Linked DNA regions of Sus scrofa: region 2 is linked to region 1. The links are chromatin contacts, called in public Hi-C maps. All regions are on one chromosome and are shown on one strand. Each heading gives the region's core, a stretch centred on a gene start, on an enhancer-like site or on the middle of the called end of the contact. The rest is flanking DNA. Distances are from core to core; before and after follow the strand shown.

The links. A called contact is a pair of places that touch in the nucleus more often than the background predicts.
Region 2: a Hi-C map of heart right ventricle shows a contact between it and region 1, with 6 times the contacts expected there. The contact joins the promoter of TARS2 here to the promoter of PSMD4 in region 1. A contact is called at or near these places in 1 of 5 promoter capture datasets (liver) and 1 of 47 Hi-C or Micro-C datasets (heart right ventricle).

The regions. Positions count from the first base shown.
Region 1 is chr4:98,001,854-98,005,925 of Sscrofa11.1, reverse strand. It overlaps PSMD4 (proteasome 26S subunit, non-ATPase 4), which reads left to right and starts at 1,282. Exons shown (of 10, transcript NM_001044535.1): 1 at 1,282-1,323. The coding sequence starts at 1,298.
Region 2 is chr4:98,632,414-98,636,818 of Sscrofa11.1, reverse strand. It overlaps TARS2 (threonine--tRNA ligase, mitochondrial), which reads left to right and starts at 1,501. Exons shown (of 18, transcript XM_003355197.4): 1 at 1,501-1,639; 2 at 1,966-2,162; 3 at 2,472-2,595; 4 at 3,738-3,862. The coding sequence starts at 1,574. ECM1 (extracellular matrix protein 1) reads left to right here and starts at 3,738. Exons shown (of 23, transcript XM_021089909.1): 1 at 3,738-3,862.

The sequences.
Region 1 (4,072 bases), core at 33-2,532:
AAAAAAAAAAAATTTTTTTTTTTAAGTGATGCCACTCAAGGCATACCGAACTTCCTGCACCAGGGATTTGAATTGCGCTGCAGTTGCAACCTAAGCTACAGGGGGTAATGCAGCATCTTTTAACCCACTGCAGCCAGGGGATGGGGATGGATTCCTCACCTCCATAGCCACCTGCAACTCTGCATGGGATTCGTAACCCATTGCGCCAGAGCGGGAACTCCTTAAATGGAATTTTTGATTAAAATCCAATATGGTTGACTAAGTTATCTCCCATTCTTTGGGAGATTAGTTAAAATTATTGATTTGTAAAAACTTTTCTGCATTCCTACCATGTGTTAGGCTATGTAGTGGGCTCAGGGATAGAAGTGATTAAGACAACTTTCCTGGAGTTCCCGCCGTGGCGCAGTGGTTAACGAATCCGACTAGGAACCATGAGGTTGCGGGTTCGGTCCCTGCCCTTGCTCAGTGGGTTAAGGATCCGGCGTTGCTGTGAGCTGTTGTGTAGGTCGCAGACGCGGCTCGGATCCCGCGTTGCTGTGGCTCTGGCGTAGGCCGGTGGCCACAGCTCCGATTCGACCCCTAGCCTGGGAACCTCCATATGCCGCGGGAGCGGCCCAAAGAAATAGCAAAAAAAGACAAAAAAAAAAAAAAAAATGTATGCAAAAGAAGAATGAAAAGTATAATGAGTTCCCCATGTACCCATCACCTGGCTTCAAAATTGTGCTATAACGGGTCACCTTGCTCTACATCGGAAAATTGACAGAACAATGTAAACCAGCTATAATGGAAAAAAAAAAAAAAAAAAGACAACTTTCCTGCTCTTAATGAAAAGGGAGCGTTAGATACACAAACAAATGCAATTCAGGGGTAAAAGGGTTTAGCAGTTAGACGAACAAAGTGCCATGGGGAACAGGGGGAGCTGAAAAGTCACTAGTCATCCCACCATTATTTTTAAAAGATGATGCTGGAACAGACATAACCATAGCACTTGTCTTTTTTCTTTTTTGCCACGCCGGCTGCATGTGGATTTCCAGGGCCAGGGATGTAACCAGCGCCACAGCAGCCACCCAAGCCGCTGCAGTGACGAGGAAGAATCCTTAACCCCTTCAGCCACAAGGAAACTGCAATCCCTTTTATTTTGGCGGCGCCTACAATTCCCAGAACGCATCGCGGAGGATGGAGGCGGAACCAGTTGGTCGATCAGAGACCTATGATTGGTGATGAACGCTGGGCCAATTGGAGGAGTTGTTGTTAGGTGGTCCAGGAGAACCGGTCGGGGAGGGAGAAAGCTGGCAAGATGGTGTTAGAAAGCACTATGGTTTGGTGAGGAACTACTTCGGGCCCCTGTGGGGCAGCGGGACTGGGTCGGGGGCGCGTGTAGCTCGGAGGCCGGGCAGGCCTGGGGTGGGGACGGGGCCTTATGGGCGAGTTGAGGCCCCGGGCCGGGAAGGAAGGCGGTGCATCGACTCCCTGAGTCATCCCCGGGCCCCGGAGTTAGTTCCCGGAGAACAGGCCCCGGGTGTCCCCCTTTAATCCTCAGCCCGCGTACAGCCATTGACCGGCCGATTCTTGCTGCCTTTCTCTATTCCAGCGTCTTTAGCTAGAGTTCGACTCTCAGACTCATCCTGATGGTCTTCTGCCCTCCTCTTCTAAATGATGGATGTTAGGAAGAGATGATAAATCCCTTCCCCGTCCCCATTTACTCGTGTCTAACTCTATTGCCTTTCTCTGTATCATCTTCAAAGGTACAGCTTACAGGTTGCTTTCTAAATGTCAGGCGTTTAACTTACTTTATTTCACTTAAACCTCACTATACTTAAAGTCCCTCCCTTTTACAGATGAGGATACGGAGTCTCGTCAATTTTAAAATGACTTACACAAAGTCACACAGCTAATTAAGTAGTGGAGCTAAAATTTAAACCCAGAATTATCTGACACAAGGGCTCTTATCCAGTGAGCTAGCTCTCTTCATCAGTCTCATACTTGGCTGAGTAGCTATTAGGAGTCGGATTAGAAGCTGAGAACACAAACTTTTGCAGGGTTTCAGGAGTTTCTTCTAAGTGTGAGCATAGAATAAACACAGACTAGTACGCAAACACAAACAAATAGCCAGTTGGATGGACAGACACCCAAGAGTATCTCTGCCAGGAGGTTAGCATTGCTAGATTGCATATAAGCTGCCCATTTAAATTTGAATTTCAAATAAGCAATATGTTTTGATGTTAAAAATGGATATAAGTATATCTCAAATATTATGTGGAACATACTTATACTAAAAAGTTATTGTTTATCTGAAATTCAAATTTATTTTTATTTTTTTATTTTATTGTCTTTTGTCTTCTTAGGGCCTCCCCTCGGCATATGGAGGTTCCCAGGCTAGGGGTCCAGTAGGAGCTGTAACCCTGGCCTCTGCCAGAGCTGCAGCACTGCAGTATCCAAGCTGCGTCTTCGACCTACGCCACAGCTCATGGCAGTGACAGATCCTTAACCCACTGTGGGTGGCCAGGATGCTACCCAAGTCCTCATGGATGCTAGTCGGGTTCATTAACTGCTGAGCCACAGAGGAAACTCCTGAAATTCAAATTTAACTGGGACTCTGCTGTCGATCATGGCTCAGTGGAAACAAATCTGACTAGCATCCATGAGGATGCAGATTTGATCCCTCTCCTTGCTCAGTGGGTTAAGGATCTAGTGTTGCTGTGGCTGTGGTGTAGACCGGCAGCTCCAGCTCCAGTTCAGCCCCTAGTCTGGGAACCTCCATATGCCATGGGGGCAGCCCTAAAAAAAAAAAAAAAAAAAAAAAAGGACAAAAAAAAACGTAGAAAGAGGACAGGATTTGGAATCAAAAACCTCTGTTTTAGGTCATGACTAGCTACATGTTCTTGAGAATGTATTAAATCTCTCACTTTTTTAAAAAAATGAGAATAATAACATCTATTTTTCTTATGGCTTAGGTAGGTAAAATGTATAATATGGAGCTCTGTAAATTGTATAGCACTGTACGTATATTGGTTTCCATTGCACTTGAGGAATCCTTGAGAAAGAATTTAAGAAAGGTCTTAGATGTTGAGGAAGGGAAGCTATTACACGTGGAGAGAAGAGCATAAAGCTGCTGCAGTGTAAATTCTCAAGGTATGTTTAGGGAGTAGGAAATAGATTGGTGTGACGTTGTTTTAATTGTTGGTTTAAGATGGTTCTTTTTTTTTTTTTGGAGAATGTATATGGAAGTCCACAATTGTCGGGCTAAGGACACTGAGTTCTGTCTTGTACCTTCAATAGAGGACTGCTGAAAAAGTTCTGAGTCTGGTGGAGGTGGAACTGTGTACAAAATGGCATTTAAGAATATTGATCCAGGGAGTTCCCGTTGCGGCGCAGTGGTTAACAAATCCGACTAGGAACCATGAGGTTGCGGGTTCGGTCCCTGCCCTTGCTCAGTGGGTTAAGGATCTGGCGTTGCCGTGAGCTGTGGTGTAGGTTGCAGACGAGGCTCGGATCCCATGTTGCTGTGGCTCTGGCGTAGGCTTGCGGCTACAGCTCCGATTCGACCCCTAGCCTGGGAACGTCCATATGCCGCGGGAGCGGCCCAAGAAATAGCAAAAAAAGACAAAAAAAAAAAAAAAAGAGAATATTGATCCAGGAGTTCGAGTTGTGGCTCAGCGGCTTACGAACCTGAGTAGCATTCATGAGGATGCAAATTTGATCCCTGGCTTTGCTCAGTGGATTAAGGATCTGGTGTTGCCGAGAGCTGTGGTGTAGGTCACAGACGCAGCTTGGATCTGGTGTTTCTGTGGCTGTGGCGTAGGTTGGCAGCTGCAGCTCCAGTTCAGCCCTTAACCCCGGGAGCTTCCATATGCCGAAGGTGCCCCCTTTAAAAGGAGGGGGGAAGTATTAATTTGATTTGGTGTAAAGGAGGAAAGATTAGGCCTAGAGAGACACATTGGTGGCTTATTGTAAGAGCCCAGCCTTGGGTGGAATAACCATGAGAGCCACTCCTTTTTATCTGCAGGGGTTCATGCCTTGCTCTGCATCAGAATTTTCTGAAAGAGCTTTTTAAAAATTGTGTATAGGAGTT
Region 2 (4,405 bases), core at 252-2,751, 630 kb before region 1:
GAAACATGAGAACCAACCATCCCCACCCCCAGGTGAGGGGACTAATGGGAATTACCAAGAACCTCACAGCTGTCCCCAAGTGCATTTCCCTCAAACTTTACTACAAATCTGGTCATTTTTCTTTTCTTTTTCTTTCTTTCTTTCCTTCTCCTTTAATTTATGGCCACATTCATGGCATATGGAAGTTCCCAGGCTAGGGATTGAATCCCAGCCACAGCTGTGACTTATGCCACGTCAGTGGCAATGGCGGATCCTTAATCCACTGCTCTGGCAGGGGATGGAACCCGAGTCTTTGCAGCCACCTGAGGTGGCTACAGTTGGATTCCTACCTCGCTGTGCCACAGCAGGAACTCCTGTGTTTCATTTTTCACTGTGTAAAACAAATCAAATATATCTAGTCTTATGTTCTAGATATAGGGAGAGGGGAGAGAAGGGATAAAGGAAGTTGAGAGCTTGGATGGGAATGAGAGGCAAAGGTCCTGTGTAGAAAGCAGAGAGCTAAGATTCTAGGGTCAGGAACTTTTTTTCTTAAGTGGTGGGGGAATTATATTGGGGATAAAATTCTTACTAGAGAGAGTCTGGTGTGGTAGAAGAATAGAAGACTTGGATTGAGAATCCAGCGTCAGTGCTTACTGTTTGATCTTAAATCACTTACCTTCTCTGATCTTAAATTCCTCATGTGTACGGTCTAAGAGGTCTCAGAGGTCCTTCTTTAAGCACCGAGTATGAAGGGACTCCAAGGAGTGCCCTCTGCTTTTGTTTTGCTCCAGCCTTAAAGTCTTTGTTTTGCTCCAGCCTCAAAGCTGTTATATGTTGTATTCATTTTTTCTCATGGATTGTTGCTATTGTTGCCGATTACTGTGGACCATGCAGTATATTAGACGATTTACATAAAATTAACCTCAACAGTTAAGGGTTTTTTGTTTGTTTGTTTTGTTTGTTTTGGCTGCACACGGAGGCATGTGGAAGTTACCAGACCAGGGATCCAACCCGGGCCACTGCCGGATCCTTAACTCGTTAAGCCACATGAGAACTACCAGAATGATATTATTATTCTCATTTTACAGATGAGAAAATTGAAGTTTAAAAGGAATTAATTTACCCCAAATTACGCAGTGATCCAGGATTTATACCAGGTCTGTCTCATTCCAGATTTATGCTCTTACCTGTTTCCTTCACTTCACATCCCGGTGAAGCCTGTGTAAAAGAAAACTTAGAGTTAAAAGGAAATAACAACCCCTTCTGGTCCGTTTTTCTCCCACTCTCTAAGTTTCCCTGCTTCTGTCCTTAAAGCCGCAGCATATCTTACTGCTACTTTGGTCTGAAACTCTGCAGGTACTGGAATTCCCTGTGTGCATCAGCTTAGGTCTTCCGGTCACCCGGAACCACCCACACCGCTGCTTGTGCTGTGTGGGGTATACCGCTTCGGAGTTCCTGGAGGTGGGGCCAGACTGGAGTGACAGCTATAACAACCAATAGGCATGGGTATTGTTGGGCCAGCAGCCAATGAAGAATCCGACAAAAGAGAAGGAGCGATCATTTATTTGAGGCTGTGTGACGGGTCTGAAGGAACATGGGGCTGTATCGGAGGTGGCGGCGACTTCGGCTCCCAGGGTTACAAGCCTGCGGGCTGCACACGGTGCGTGAGGTACCCAAAAGTTCCGAAACACATCGGACCTAGCGCAGCTGAAGCCCAAAGTATAGGCTCTCAACCCCATCTGACACCCCCTACTCCCGCCCTACGTTCGGGACCCGGCTACCGTAGCCCTTAGGTACGCCATCTTTTTCCTAGGGTAGCCGTCTGGGGAATGTAGCACTCCCAGCCTAGGGCCTTATACCTCCCATTCTTTTTTTAAAGACTGGGATTTAAGATCATGGCCACTTAAATGTTCTCACTTCCCACTACCCCCAAGCTCAATAAGGAATTTTGGGACCTGTGTTACCTCCTAACATCTTTTCCTCCAGGCAGCTGTGCCCACTCCTCCACACTGGTTGGTAGAGCGGCTTGGCTTTTTTGAGGAGCTATGGACCGCCCAGGTAAAGAAGTTAGCAAGCATGGCGCAGAAGGAACACCGGGCTATTAAGGTATCGCTTCCTGGAGGCAGGAAAGTGGATGCTGTGGCATGGAACACAACCCCTTACCAACTAGCTCAGCAGATCAGGTACCAGGCCTTCTATACCTACCGGGTAAACCTACCTCTGTACTTTGTTTACTTGAGCAGGGAAAGAACTCTGCATGTTTATTCCATCCCCATCAAGATAGCCTTTCCTGCATATTCCTTTTTATCTGCATTAGTTTTATGGTCTCTGACCTTTCTCTATTATGCATTGAGGGGAAAAAAAAAGAAAAGATTCCAGTGTTCTGGTAATACATTTCCCCTTCGCAAGTTTAGAGTTGCTAAGGATTAGTTCCTGTCTTCCTCTGTAGCTTGTAACCTTGTCTTTTTTTATCCTCACCCCCACTGTTGAAGTTCAAAACTGGCAGATACTGCAGTAGCTGCTGTAGTGAATGGAGAACCTTATGATCTGGAACGGCCCTTGGAAAAAGATTCTGACCTCAGATTTCTGACATTCGATTCTGCAGAGGGGAAAGCAGTACGTTTCTTCCTTATTGGGATATAGGGGCTGCTAAGAGATGTTTAAGTGGGAATTTCTAGCATTTTTTTTTTTTTGCCTCAGTTTCTCCATTTTCAGTTGAGAGGGAGGCCTACCATGGACTGCTTATCTTTTTTGATTTTTTTTTTTTTTTTTTTTTTTTGTCTTTTTAGGGCTGCGCTGGAGGCATATGGTGGTTCCCAGGCTAGGGGTCAAATCGGAGCTGTAGCAGCCAGCCTACGCCACAGCCACAGCAACACTGGATCTGAGCTGCACCTGCGACCTACATCACAGCTCATGGCAAACCAGATCCTTAACCCGCTGAGCAAGGCCAAGGATTGAACCCGTGTCCTCATGGATACTAGTTGGGTTTGTTAACCACTGAGCCATGACGGGAACTCCATATTGCTTGTCTTGACTCCTGGCTAAGCTGGAAACCTAGGATGAAAGTTTTTAGTTAGCCTGGGTCTGTTAAGCAGTGATTATTTGTGTTAGTGAAAGGGAGAGGTGTTATGTTGAATACAGAATGATAATATGCCAATTTAGCCCAACTCTTGAGACAAGCATTGTAAGTTGTCATCTTGTAGCATATATTGAGTTCTTTTTTAAATTTTTGTTTTATACTGGAGCAGGGTTGATTTAAAGTGTTGTGTTTCAGGTATACAGTAGAGTGATTCAGTTATGCATGTACAAATATCAATTCTTTTTCAGATTCTTTTCCCATATAGGTTATTACAGAATATTGAGTTCCCTGTGCTATACAGTAGGTCCTTGTTATGCATATATTTAGTTTTAATGTGGCTTCCACAAATGAGCACACTACCTGGCCTCCTTTCCTTGTTCATGTCAGCTTGGAGGGCATGAAGACTGACACTAGCCTCCCACTATGCTCTGGAACCAGGAAGCACCGAGGAGTGGGGCTTACTCTCTTCTGTGCACTGCTTCTTCTGGCTGCCTTCTTTTCTGGTCAGGTTGTTTGTTGTTTACTTTTTATATTTACTGGTTACCCTCAAGGTCACGTTCCCCATATTGTGGTAGTTATTCATGCTGGTTTCACACCAGCTTCTCTGAGGAGAGGATCAGAGAGCTAGGGGCTAAAGGAGAAGGTTATGAAATTATGAACTTCTTACTTGTGAACCCAGGTATTCTGGCACTCCAGCACCCATGTCCTGGGGGCAGCAGCTGAACAATTCCTAGGTGCTGTCCTCTGCCAAGGTCCAAGTACGGAATGTGGCTTCTACCATGATTTCTTCCTGGGCAAGGAACGGTGAGTAGTGCAAGGAAGGAGAATGATTTCTTTTTTAGAGATTTCACCATATTTTATTTTCTGGGTTTTTTTTTTTTTTTTGAGATATAATTGACAAAATTATATATTTAAAGTGTTCACTGTAAACTAGCTATAATGAAAAGAATAAAAATCATTATATAAAAAGTTAAAAAAAAAAAAAAGCGTTCATGTGAGGATTTGATCTGTGTACACATTGTGAAAGGATTCCCACAATCGAGTTAATTATCACATGCTTTTTTTTTTTTTTTTTTTTTGGTCTTTTCCAGGGCCGCATCCACGCCATATGGAGGTTCCCAGGCTAGGGTTCTAATCGGACCTGTAGCCGCTAGCCACAGCCACAGCCACAGCAACACGGGATCTGAGCTGCATCTGCAACCTACAGCACAGCTCATGGCAACGCCGCAAGCTTAACCCACTGAGCAAGGCCAAGGATCGAACCCGCAACCTCACGGTTTAGTCAGATTTGTTAACCACTGAGCCACGATGGGAACTCCTATCACATGCTTTTCTGTGTGTGTGACA